Linked DNA regions of Triticum aestivum: region 2 is linked to region 1. Evidence: chromatin contacts called from public Hi-C data. All regions are on one chromosome and are shown on one strand. Each heading gives the region's core, a stretch centred on a gene start, on an enhancer-like site or on the middle of the called end of the contact. The rest is flanking DNA. Distances are from core to core; before and after follow the strand shown. Region 1 holds the start of LOC123128440. Region 2 holds the start of LOC123128441 (cyclin-D3-1).

Region 1 (7,021 bases), core at 779-3,278:
GGTATAGTCATGCATCAATTTTTTTCAAAAACATAAGAAAACCCAAAGGAAAATTGAAAAGCCAAAAAATCTAAAAAAATAATGCAAAGGCAAAAAACGCACACAGAAAAATAGAAAAAATCCGGAGGAAGCGCCCAAATCGCTACACATGGTGGCGGAAGCGAGCACGCCAAGTGGCACGTCTCCCAACCCCCCAACTGTCCCAACTGATCCTTGCGGGAGCTCCCGAAGGAGTACTACTTGATTAGTTACTCTCTGAAATTTGGTTGTTTGGTTTGGATCAGGGCGCGCGAGACATGGTGGCGGATGAGACCAGCTCATGGGAGGCACAACCTCCTTACTTTTCTATTTTTCTTTTCATTTTTTGCCTTCCTTTTTTACTTTTGCTTATACTTCCAAATAGTCTAAATATATATATTACAAAAAACACTTTACATAAAATATTTACAATGTTAATCTAGCATTTGTAAAATATTAAATGTGTTTAGAATTATTATTTTTCATGTATAAAAAAAGTATACAAAATAATACTACGTGTATGAAAAACTTGGTGATGTATTTTAAAAAATTAACCAAGTATTTTAAAAAGCTAATTATCTATTTAAAAATGTTAAATGTGTATAAAAATGTTTTTGATGTATAAAAAAAGTAGAATGTGTATTAAAAAGTTGGAGATAAATAAAAATGTTGATCATGTATCATCAAAATGTTAATAATGTGAAAGAATGTTAACCATGTATAAAAAAATTACTGATATATACTATAAATATACAATGTATATGAAAAACTTGTCATCAATTTTTTTAAATGTGTCGTCTATTTAAAAAGTGTTAACGTGTATAATAAATATCCTGGTTTATACGAAAAATATTGAATGTGCATTAAACACTATGAGCATAAAAGCGTATTTTTAAAAAAATGTTGATCATATATAAAAATGTTAATAATATGTTTAAATTGTATAAAAAAGAGTTTCTGATATATACCAAAATGTACTATGTGTATGAAAGGGTGGTCATCAAGCATAATTTTTAAAATGTTTCAGATGTATACGCAAAGGGTACAAATGTGTATGAAAAATGTAGAGGTGTGTTGAAAAAAAATCTGTGAAAAACGAAGAAACAACAGAAATATGTTAGAAAACAAAGAAAAATTAAAACCCAAAGAAAACTGTAAAACCCATGAGGAAACGAAGAAAAGACCCCAAAGAAATCTGATGAAAACTAAGAAAGAAACAAAAAACAGGATAAATATAAAGAAAAGGAAAAACAATAAACATTGAGAAAAGAACAAAAAAAGGAAAATTCATTAAAAGCTGGAATAAAACGAAGAAAATTGTGAAAAAACCAAAATAACCGAAGAAGAAAAACCCAGCGAAGAAATTGAGAAAACCACTGGAGTGATCAACAGAGGTGGAGGAACCCTGGTGATGCCGGAGTACGGGGCTCTTGCTCCCTCCTCTCTCGCTGTTTCACTTTGCCGACTAAGGTTTCGAGTCACTACGGGGAAGGGGAGGGTTGATGGGAATCTTCAAATGCATCCACTCGTTCTATTGCGCGATTGAGCTTACAAATTCATATGTACCCCCTTCGTCCCATAATATAAGAGCGCTTTTGACACGTGTCAAAAGCACTCTTATATTATGGGATGGATACTACTTAAGTAATGAATCTCTTAAATAAGAAAAGATGCATCAACTTCCACTAAAAAGGTTGACTTTTTTTAAGGAAATGAAAAAAAGGTTGACCTTAAATATGCATCTTGATCTCAAAATTAAAAAATGCATCTCGATGTTCTTGTTTTCTCTTCCAATAATAATTTGCAGGAAAATGTTTTACTAATTTTTTCTAAGAACTGAAAACAGTTTATCTAATTCACATTAGATGTTTTTTAAGGATGTCACAACTAAACTCTCACGAATAACGCAGCAACAAGGGAAAAAAAAGCTGGGACAAAAAAAAATAGACCACAAACATTCGGCCGAGACCCTGGTCAAACCGCCCGTAAAAAAAAAAGACCCTGGTCGAACCGAACCAAGTAGAACGGGCCGTGCGTGCCTGCCCGTCTCACGCTCTCTTCCCCCACCCGACCCGGCGGCGACCCCCATCCCATTCGGCCGACCATGGCGACACGGCCGGAGCTGATGGACGACCTCCTCGGCGAGGTCCTCCTCCGCCTCCCGCCGGACGAGCCCGAGCACCTCTTCCGCGCCGCCATCGTCTGCAAGTCGTGGCTCCGCATCGTCTGCGACCCCGCCTTCCGCCGCCGCTACCGCGCCTTCCACGGAGCCCCTCCCCTCCTCGGCCTCCTCCACCTGCTCCAGGTCCTCCAAGGAAGCCCCGCGCACCGCTTCGCCTCCACCACGTCGATGCCGGACTTCCCCTACCCGGGCTCCGACGGCGAGGGCGAGCACCCCACCCCCCTCGACTGCCGCCACGGCCGCGTGCTCTACCACTTGGTGCAGGGCGACAGCCTGGTTCTCGTCGTCTCAGACCCCGTCACGGGCGACCGGCGCGTTCTGCCCGCGCCGGGCGTCGATTGGTTCATCTGGACCGCCGCGGTGTTCTGCGCCGCCGATGGCTGCCGACATCTCGACTGCCAAGGCGGCCCCTTCCGCGTGGCCTTCCTGGGCACCGGCAACGACGACCGTGTCGTTAAGGCGAACGTGTACTCATCGGTGACAGGTGCGTGGAGTGCGCCAGTATGCCTCGACGATGGCTGTGAAGGCTATGCCCAGCTCAAGCGAGATGACATTGCAAAAAACTTCTACCACCTACCCTATGTCATGCCTCGGCGAGTAGCCGTCATTGGAGATGCAGTCTACTTCACACTTCGGTCGGTTGACAAAATCCTCAAGTACAACTTGCCAAACAAGTGCTTCTCCATGATCAGCCAGCCGCCACACGATTTGGCCCCAATGGCTCTCATGGTGATGGAGGACAGTTCGCTGGGGTTTGCCTGCATCAACAATTCTAGCCTTTGTTTGTGGTCAAGGAAGGTGGATCCAGAAGCGGCTGCAGAATGGGTGCAATGCAGGGTCATCGAGCTGGAGAAAATTATACCAGATGTCGATCTCGATTGGGAACCATTTGTGGTTGGTTCCGCAGAGGGTGTGGGTGTCATCTTCATAAGCACAGATGCTGGCTTAATCGCCACAGAGCTAAAGTCAGGGCGAGTCAGGAAGGTTGACGAGCCGGGAGAGTACTTTAGCGTCCTACCCTACATGAGCTTCTACACTCCAGGTATAGGTGATAGCCCTTGCTTCTTGTCTGTTGACTGTTGTCTTGCATTTTCATTACAGCTTCTGTATGTTTGCTTAATTAGTTGTTTGTTGTTTGTGAATAGTTAGTTAGTCATGATGCAAGTAATATGTGTTAGTTATATGCACATATGGAGCTTGCGAAAGACAATTCTCTGCGCCAGAGAAAACTTAATATATGGCACTGGAAAACATAATGTTGTTTATGTTATGAGATTTGACATGTTAAGGATCATGACCATGCATTGCTCGAATATGCACACAAACATGTTGATCTGAATCCTGTTACCTTGTTTCAGCCTTTCTTATAAAATATATCTGTTACTTTGTGGCTTAGCTGAAGGTTACATCTCAAACTCTCAGTCTTGTAACCACTGGAATTGGTACTAGCACATAACTCACCAAAGTGGAATGCTGACTTGGAGTTAGTTATGAGTTTTGTGCATGCCATATTTTAGATCATGGCACATTGTCATCGCTAACAAGGATTAACTAAACAAAGTGCACTGCTAGTTTCTTTCCGAGCTGCTACTAATAAGTATGAAATCGTATATTCTCTGTTCAGCAGTTTACATACAAATTGTGCAAGTCCTTACGATCAATTGTTGTTGTCTTGTTGAATTCATCCTGATCGTAATGTCAAAAGGTTTTATGTCAGATTAATATGTGAGGCATATTTCAGTTACTGTTTGCCTAATGCTCGGCCCAGCTACTTGGAACAATTTTTGTGTGTAATCTATGTCGTTTCCCTTTCATGACATTTTAATATGACTTCAATGTTGATCTCGTCTTCAAAAGATCTGTCAAGTAGCAGTACCAGACTTTTTGGACAAACAATTGGTGATACAAGGATCCAACTCATAACTTAGTTTCACCACAAAACATTTATCATTTGTACATAGATTCTGACAGGTGTGGGACTCAGATGTTTCTTACTTTTGCTAGAAACTTGGAAACTGATGTCAGGGTTTGATGTCATAAAATAGAAGTCACCTCTTGTTTCTGTGGCCATTTCTGAATTCTGGACTCAGGTCCGGTTTTTCTTCTACCTGAAAACCTTTTGCTATTATATGGAGCGATCCATGGGATGAAATGCCTCCTTTTTGCTGCTGCTGTCGATTGGTCAAATAGTTGAAAGCATGAAGTGCCTGCTAGCTTAAAATGGAGATTGCTAAATATGTAGTCAACCTTGTTGATATTGTATTATCACTTTACCTTGCTTCAAATTTTTTCCGTTAAGATGCTTCAAGTTACTTTCTGGCACAGCTGAAGCTCACATATCACATGCAGTCTTATAACCTTTGGGACTAGTTATAAGTACAATGGCACATCAAATTATAAGTTCTGAGATGGACAGTTGGTTAAGAGTTTTGTGCTTGGTATTTTTTTTTTCAGATCGTGGCAGATTGTTGGCGCTAGCGAAGACTCATTGATCTCTGACGTACCGCTCAATAGTGATGCATTGCGAAATGGACAAACCCATCATCTTTAGTCTGCTGCCGTTGGCTTCTTCCAATCTACTAACATCAGGTTGTTTCGTTTCTTTTGAGGAGTTTAAGCATGAAGGGTGCAAGTCAGCTGTGATCAGCCGTGGTTGTCCTCGTTCAGTTCATCATGATAATGTGGCTAGAGAGCTGTATTTTGGTTTCTAAAGCCGGTTTCTTGTCTGTTATGCAGTTTAAGTGTCAATCATGCAAGTCACCATGTTCGGATGTGGTTGTCGTGTCGAATTCGTCCTGATCATGCCGAGCGCGAACTGTATCTCTGTTCAGCATATCAGGCGTACCTCTGTTACTGTTTGGTTAAATTGCTCGAGTCGGCTACATGAAACTTGGAATTATGTGGGTCCTACGCCATTTCCATTTTTCTGAAAGAAATATTGTCGTTCGGTGTTTTCCGTGTCTTGTAAAGCGGCATCGATTAGCACTGTAAGAGTTTCTGGACACAACTGGAAAGTTTTTTTTTTGTTTTCTGCTCGAGTCTGAATTGCATATGTATTGCTCTTGCTCCCTCTTCATTCTTTTGGATAAACAGTGGTTCAGAATACGTTGAAATGTGTTGCGGGTTATACTGATCAGACGACCATCATGCGCTCCGATGATTTTTCAAACGGAGTTACTAGTTCACTAGGGAGTCAGTCATGTGTTGCTGTGTTTCCAGGACATAATGCTTGCTAATGATCCGCTACATGCATAGATGATGGCATGCAATACTGTAGAAGGCAAATAGTGTGATGGATTTGAATTCTGAAACAGATTTTGGTGGATGATCCCCTGCATCAGCGAAGAGATGCAAAACTGATCTCCAAGGAATCCATGCCGGAGACGGTGGACAGTTTGTGTCAGCTTGTACTCCAGCTTCTTACGGCGCCCATGCTAGCAAGAAGATGGCCGGGCCCCGGGCCTGGGTTTGGGTTTCCCCTACATCAACGCTGGAGCTGCATTTCCACACCCTGCTGATCGATGTGCCGGTGTCTCTTGCGCCTGATCGAGTCTGTGCTGTAGAAATAGCTATCTGTCGAGCTGTTAGGTTTTGCTGCTGGCCCGTGGCGTGTTTTCCACACACACACAAAAGAAGAGGCCAAGAAAAAGAGGAGCCGGAGATCGCCGACAACGGAGAAAAGAACAGCACCCGGATGGGGATAGGATGCGAATTGGCTAGATGTCACGTGACCCAAAATCCAATTTGGGTCAGTCGATTCGCTGTGAGCCGTTGGATGCAAGATGATGGCCAGATCAACTTTTCAGCTTTCGAAACGCTTCACTGTTCATCTTCTCCAATCTCGAATTGCCGATCTACCACCGGCTTAACCCCATCACCCTACCGCCAACTGTCTCCCATCATTGTGCCGTCGCCGCCCCCGACCATCCCTCCAACCCGGCCATGAACCATTTTTTTCCGGCAAAGCTGCACCCTCCTCCCCAATACCTCTGAGATAGATAATGGAATCGTCTGCCACCCTAAGATAGACCCAGAGAGCTTCTCCGGCGAGCCGACGACTGCTTCTTTCTTCCATTTAAAATCGAGTGACCCAAAAACTATTTTCAGGCAACTTACAAGTAGCTATTTTTCTTTTGTGGATAGCTATTTGTGGGATGGGAAACCGACCGACGATGGGAAGTGAAGAAACAGAGCCACCCGGCCCCTTCTACACCCGCCCTGGATCCACAACAGCACCAGGCGGCAAGCGATAACGGGCGAAAATGCACCGGCACATGATCATCGCGATCGGTCGGTCACGCGACCCGTCGGCGTGGGCTGCTGTCGCCGATTTTGAATCTTCCCTGCCCACGTCCCGAGGCCGATCGATGGCCACGCACCTCACGATTCGCGCACGCCTCCGCACCCACACATGACACGGTAGGCGTCGTACTCAGCACCCACACACGACGCGCGCGCGCGCCTTTTCTTTTGCGCCCGCGCCACGTACGCGCGCGAAAAGGAGTGCTACGCGCGCCATCGCACACGGTATCCGATCCGCGATCGTGCCGTACGAAGCGCTTCTTTTCTTTCGCCTTGGATCGATCGGAGTCGACGAGGAAGTAGAGCTGGTAGATTAGATGGCACTGGTGGTACACGCCGCGCGATCGGCGCGCGCGCGCCCGTGCGTTGGGATGCACGGCGGCGAGGCCGGGGGTGCATGCGCAGGTAGGATGGGCCGGAGCGCGCGCGCACGTAGGCGTGAGGCCGGTGACCACGCACCGATCGGCGGCGGCGGCGGCATGAAATTGGCGTGCAGCGGCCGCGACGCCACGCCTTTGG
Region 2 (6,399 bases), core at 1,665-4,164, 530 kb after region 1:
TGCGCTTCTTCCAATCTGTGGATCCTCACATACGAGCCTCCTTCAAAAAGTATATACACAGTTCTTTATATTTTCTTAGTTAAATTAAGTCAAAATAGACTCAAATTATGAGGAACCAAAACAAAGGAAGTGCTAACAAGAATTCAACAATCTACGTCCTCTAGCAAACACTTGCAGGAAATGTGAACATATACACAAGATGTAGTGGGGGGCGGTTGATACCCCGGGGATTGGAATCTGGCCAAGAGTGCCAGCATTGCTCGATGACAGCATCCACATTGGCTTGTGCCCAAGTACATGTCCAAATCCCTTCGTCTTCTTTAGCAACAACACTAAGGCACAGCTGCTTGGATATAGATGCACTGTAAACAACAGTTCTGCAAACACATGGCTACCCATGATCAATTTTTTGTTCCCCACAAAAGAAAAACACTATGACCAGGGACTGTCATAACAACAAATATACTTTTAACACTTCTTGTACATAATCTTTGGGTTTTCTTTATTATGAAATAAGGCTGGACGATAAGCGGATCTACTTTAAGTAAGTCGGCGGATCTTTTACTCGATGGGATTGCCGACGCGCATCATCCAACCTTGTTTCATAATACAGAAAACTTTGACGAAGTGAGCACGACGGTGGACCCTACTAGTGATGAAAAGTTCAAGTGGATACTATTTCTCAGCGTAGTTAAATTCAGTAATCGTCTTGTCAGTGTCATAAATTGTGGTTTTATGATCAAGATGTGTGAAGTGATGAAGTAACAACTTAAAAGTTTCGTCGTATAGATTTTACCAAATGTGTATGATCGCTTGTTATATGACAATAATTGAAATATTATGTGGTTAATAACAATCTTTAATTGTCGTATAAATTGTGGGTTTATGATCGAGATGTGTGAAGGGATTCTTGTCTAGGTTCTGTTTTTTTACTAGAGCACGTTTTATAAAATTATACCATAAATTACACGTCTTCTTCGAGGATAAAAGTTGGATGTTTGAATGTCCGATTCAAGGTCTACTGCTTGCCATGAAGCCTTGAGCTGAACAACGATATCGTGGACTCACCTTCTATCGACAGCTCTGCTAAATAACTCACATTTTGGCAATAAGGGCTCTGGAGAAAAACACAAAATTGCAATGTAGCCCTTCTTCCACGATGGGCTTCTGCTTCAAGACACATCCATCGCCTCCGGGGAAGAACCACTTGGGGCGAGAATATCATTGTGCCCCTGCCTCCATCACGAAGTATTGGAGGAAGCAGAGGGTGCAGGATATTGGAGCCGAAGTCGAACTGCCTCCCTATTGGCATCATAGATGGGAAGAATATCATGAGCCAAGGAAGATGAATGTCAGCACTCTGAGCGGCAAGCGGCCGTCCTTCGGCTGGAAAAGCCGGTGGTGGAGCGGTTGAGACCAACAACCAACTGTTGGGAACCGATATTCTCAAAGGAAAAGATTAGATCAACGAGTGTCGTAGCTTGTGCTCGAACACACTGGTAATAAACTCGGGATGGAGCAGTTGTACCTTATGCTTCAAGACCTTCACCGGAGGTAGACCCGACAATACCTAATACCATAAAAGATGGCCAAGCAAGCACGGCCCACCGAAAACCTTCTCGTCGCCATGACAATATAGGGAAAAAGGAGCAACATCTTGTTCGGCTTGATCTAGTGAAGTGCAAGGCTTATTGGGAGAGCCCTCGTCAGATCCGCTCCCCACCAAAAGCCATGGAAGATGAGAAGATCACCGCTCGATATCTGCTCATGCCAGTGGGGAGCTCAAGACCGTCATAGTGTCAAGCTCCATAGTGGCAATACACACCCTAGACCTATTATTCTTAGGGAGAAGCCGCTCTCTCAACTTCAATCCGCGCAACGGAACCACCGGAGGCGAGGAGGGAGAGGAGCTGAGATTACCCAGGCCGCCAGGCAACTCTCAAGGGAAACAAGAGGAGAGAGAAGAAAGTGATGAGATAAAAAGTACCCCTCCCAAAACAATATATGTCTGTATCGTAGTCCTTTTGACGATACTCATGCACACAATGGTCTGGATGACGGAGCTCATCGGACCAGTGGAGGTGTCGGTTCCGATCTTTCCGACGTTCGTTGGGAACGTGCAAAATGCCTCCAAGAGAGCGGGCGTCACTCGCGCCACTCATAATCGCCGCACCGGCCTAGGCGACCGAAGGAAGAAATCCAAAAGGCGAGCGCAGCTCCTACCATCCGGCGTCCACGAACGCGCCTCCTCATCTATCGTGACGTGCGCAATGTTGGTTTTCGAAGTGCCAGTTCCTTACGAGAGGATTTGCCACGAAAGAAATTCCGTAGCGACCGAGTCATGAAAATCACAAACTAATTTTTTTTAGCACACCAAAAAAAAAGCAGAGGCTAATTTTGGCACCCAAATCTTGTGAAATATCAGGCCCCCGCCTGCATCCATTTATTACAACGAGCAAGAAAGAAAGCATAAAAACACAATCACCATAAAAATCTCCATGCAACAACTACGTGGAAAGACCCCCGAGATCACAAAACGATGTTTCTTCCCATGTTTGTTTCGCAAAGCAAACAAGCCAAGAAACACATCGCCACATACCACATTCATCATGTTACTAACCTAGAACAGAGGCTAGTCTAGGAGCAGAGGAGATAATAAGAAAGGAAACAGACGCAGCGAGCGACACGGCGCACGCGAAATCCGAGCGAGTGTCGTGGCCGCAAAGGATCCGCGCCCCCAGGAAAATGCCAAAAACAAAACAACTCCGCCAGGAAGTCGCGTGCGGTTTTGCGCCCGCCCCCCCGCGTCGCCCCCGAAATGGCGGCCGGCTCCCCCCGCCTCCCCGTCCCGTCCCGGAGGCCGCGCCCTACAAAGCCAAAACCCTCGCCCTTCTCCCCCACTCTCGCTCCCCGCTTCTACAGTGGGCAGGCAGACCCTCCTCCTCCCCCCTCCGCCCTCCTCCCCCTCCGCTCCTCATCTCGTCTCCACTTGAGCAGAAGAAGAACGCAGCAGGCGGAAAAAGGAAAAAAATATATAGTTTAGTTTATCCTTTTCGTTTATCCCTTTGATTGACGGATCAAGAACCGGGGAGGGAGATTGGAGGGGGAGGAGGAGGAGGAGCAACCGGGGAGTAAATTCGCAGGGAGAGACGAGGGGTGCGGCGTGGATAGATAGATAGATAGATAGATAAATCAGTTCGCATCGGTTTATTGATTGCTCATTAACCCAGCATTCCTGCCATTCTCGGGAGGAGCCGGCATGGTTCCGTCCGGGTACGACTGCGCCGCCTCCGTGCTGCTCTGCGCCGAGGACAACGCCGCCATCCTCGGCCTCGACGACGACGAGGACGACTGCTCCTGGGCGGCGGCGGCGGCGGGGGCGGGGGCCACCACCCCGCCGCGCGTCGCCGCCGATGCCGCCGCCGCGGCGGAGGGGTTCCTGGTGGACCACCCCGTGCAGTCCGACGAGTGCGTGGCGGCGCTCGTCGCGACGGAGAAGGAGCACATGCCCGCGGACGGGTACCCCCAGATGCTGCAGCGCCGGGCCGGGGCCCTGGATTTGGCCGCCGTCAGGAGGGACGCCGTAGATTGGATTTGGAAGGTGAGACCCCCCGCATCTTGATTTGATTCCAATCGCCGTTTACTCGTGCCGATGGCGCGGCGCCGAGATGTGATGGGCCGGATTCGTGTAAAGATGCCTTTTTTTCACCCGTTCTAGTGGCGATTTCTCGTTGGATTGGTGCTCGATGGTGCCGCCCCGATGCGATAGCTGATTAAATCTGCAAATTCTCTGCTCATAGGTCATTGAGCATTTCAATTTCGCGCCGTTGACTGCGGTCCTGTCTGTCAACTACCTTGATAGGTTCTTCTCCGTCTATCCCCTTCCTGTAAGTCTTATCACCATCGTCATCTCAGTGCCAACTGAAGCAAACCCTGCTAAAAATCCCGTAATCATGGAGGAATTGGTTTCTCATGGCAGGAAGGCAAAGCTTGGGTCACACAGCTCTTGGCAGTGGCTTGCCTGTCCCTCGCTTCGAAGATGGAGGAGACCTATGTGCCGCTCCCTGTCGACCTGCAGGTCAGTGAGTGATGCATCTTATCTTATCACAGACCTCCGCATACACGCATCGTTGAAGGGTTCCGTCTTTCAGTTTCATCTCAATTAATCGACGGTTTTCGCTTGACAGGTGGTTGAGGCAACTTCTGCGTTTGAGGGAAGGACCATAAAAAGGATGGAGCTTTTGGTGCTCAGCACCTTAAAATGGAGGATGCAAGCTGTTACTGCTTGCTCATTTATTGACTACTTCCTGCGCAAATTCAATGATCATGACGCACCCTCCATGCTCGCATTCTCCCGCTCGACCGACCTCATCCTGAGCACCGCTAAAGGTATGAGAGTTAAATCAGACCCCTCTTTTTTAGTATTCATCGATCAATGTAGTAAATCAAATCTCTTTTTTAGTATTCATCGATCAATGTGTTAAACCAGATCTCCTTTTTAGTATTCATCGATCAATGTGTTAAACCAGATCTCATTTTTGGTATGCATTGATCAATGTGTATAATTTGGCGGCGATCAATTCTTAAAGTTTGAGAATTTGGATTGCAGGAGCTGATTTTTTGGTGTTCAGACCTTCAGAGATTGCTGCAAGTGTTGCACTTGCCGCATTTGGGGAGCGCAATACTTCAGTAGTCGAGCGGGCTACAACTACCTGCAAGTACATAAACAAGGTAGTGATCAGCTCAATGTTCTCACTTACTAAACCACTTGCCCCTCACTAAATGGTAACCTGTAAATGCAATGATGCGCTTGAATTGTTACTTCATTTGCCTAAATACCTCTTATGTCTTGTAGGAGCGAGTGTTAAGATGCTACGAACTGATTCAAGACAAGATAGCAATGGGAACCATTGTCCTAAAGTCAGCTGGATCATCAATGTTCTCTGTGCCGCAAAGCCCGATAGGCGTGTTGGATGCTGCTGCATGTCTCAGCCAACAGAGTGATGATACTGCTGTTGGATCTCCAGCAACATGCTACCAAGCCTCTTCGGCAAGCAAAAGGAGGAGAATTGGCAGATGACCGGTCTCATGTCGTGCTGTGCTTCAGGTGTGTTGCTCACCGTTTTGGCCGTTTTGTTGTTTCAAACATCTCAATTCAGTTTGGTCACTCGAGAACTATAGTGTGGTCAAGTAGTTGCTGGAAGGAACAAAAACACCATAGTCAATACTTGACCCATAAAAACAAACAGTTCGCCGCGAGCCTGTTCATGCAATCGACATATGTAAGGGGCATGCTAAGCTGTTAGTGTCCAGAGATGCATGCTAGTGTAGGCAGAGATGGAGCAAGGAAGTTGCATGTTGTAGAGATGAGAGCTCTATTGCCCTGTTTTTGTATTTCGGTTCCATATTCAGTTTCCAATGAACTTTGGGCAAGGGCTGCTCTGATCATTGAGGCGGTGAATGAAAATGATCCTAAAACGGATCGGCTGAGATACAGAACAGTTTATATTTGTTCTGATGAGTTATAAATTTTGTCGACATTATATGTTGTTCCATTTTATTTCCCTTTTCTGTGATGTCTACTATTATGTCATGATCCTTGATTGCAACTGTGCTTGTCTACCCAATCCTTTATTCGTCACCCGTTGAAGAATCAATGATAAATAAATGATCTTCTTTTCAAGATTCCAACACTAGTTCAGTAATTTATGGGATCAAATGTAGAGCATAAGGGATGCCTGTTTCCTTACAAGTGCATTACCCTTTACCATTTGATTTGGAGCATAATCTATATGTTAGGGTTAGTGAGAACTAAGAGTAGCACTGATGGCCCTATATCAGCCTGCTAGACCCGTAAATGAAACCTCTTGCTGTTGAATACTGTAGTGCAATCTGACTTTTCGATATGTATATGCATTCACAAACCTGCATTTGAAGTTCATCTCCAAAAACAGAAACTGAGATCCACCTGCGCCACCTACATTGCCATCTCTGTGCACCTACCTTCATAGTCAAGCACCATTTTGTCGGATTTGCTAATGCCAAATCTGACTGAGAAATTATTAAACCTCAGTCAGCCAAGCTTACCATCCAATAAGGTTCAAGATTTGTTTTTTATCTAGGTTTAAAAAATCCATGTGTGTGTGTGTGTGTGTGTGTTTCTGTGTTGAACCGTTGGATGAAGAACTCAGGATGTCGACCGAGATTTCTTAATGAAAATAGAAACTAAATAGACCCACCTAGGCACCTACATTACCATATCTGTGCACCTTCCTTCATGGTCAAGCACTATATTTATCGGATTTGCTAATGCTAAGTCGACTAAGAAGTTCTTAAATCTCAGTCAGGCAAAGCTTACCATCCAATAAGGCTCAAGATTTTTTAATCTAGGTTTAACAA

Evidence for each region. A called contact is a pair of places that touch in the nucleus more often than the background predicts.
Region 2: a Hi-C map of an unstated tissue shows a contact between it and region 1, with 6 times the contacts expected there. The contact joins the promoter of LOC123128441 here to the promoter of LOC123128440 in region 1. A contact is called at or near these places in 2 of 5 Hi-C or Micro-C datasets (leaf and an unstated tissue) and 1 of 1 datasets of contacts at active chromatin or transcription factors (leaf).

Annotation. Positions count from the first base shown.
Region 1 is chr6A:553,499,525-553,506,545 of IWGSC CS RefSeq v2.1, forward strand. It overlaps LOC123128440, which reads left to right and starts at 2,029. Exons shown (of 3, transcript XR_006463119.1): 1 at 2,029-3,248; 2 at 4,655-4,852; 3 at 4,937-5,229.
Region 2 is chr6A:554,030,966-554,037,364 of IWGSC CS RefSeq v2.1, forward strand. LOC123128441 (cyclin-D3-1) reads left to right here and starts at 2,915. Exons shown (of 6, transcript XM_044548441.1): 1 at 2,915-3,601; 2 at 3,801-3,887; 3 at 3,980-4,078; 4 at 4,188-4,389; 5 at 4,610-4,731; 6 at 4,856-5,543. The coding sequence starts at 3,260. The coding sequence ends at 5,080.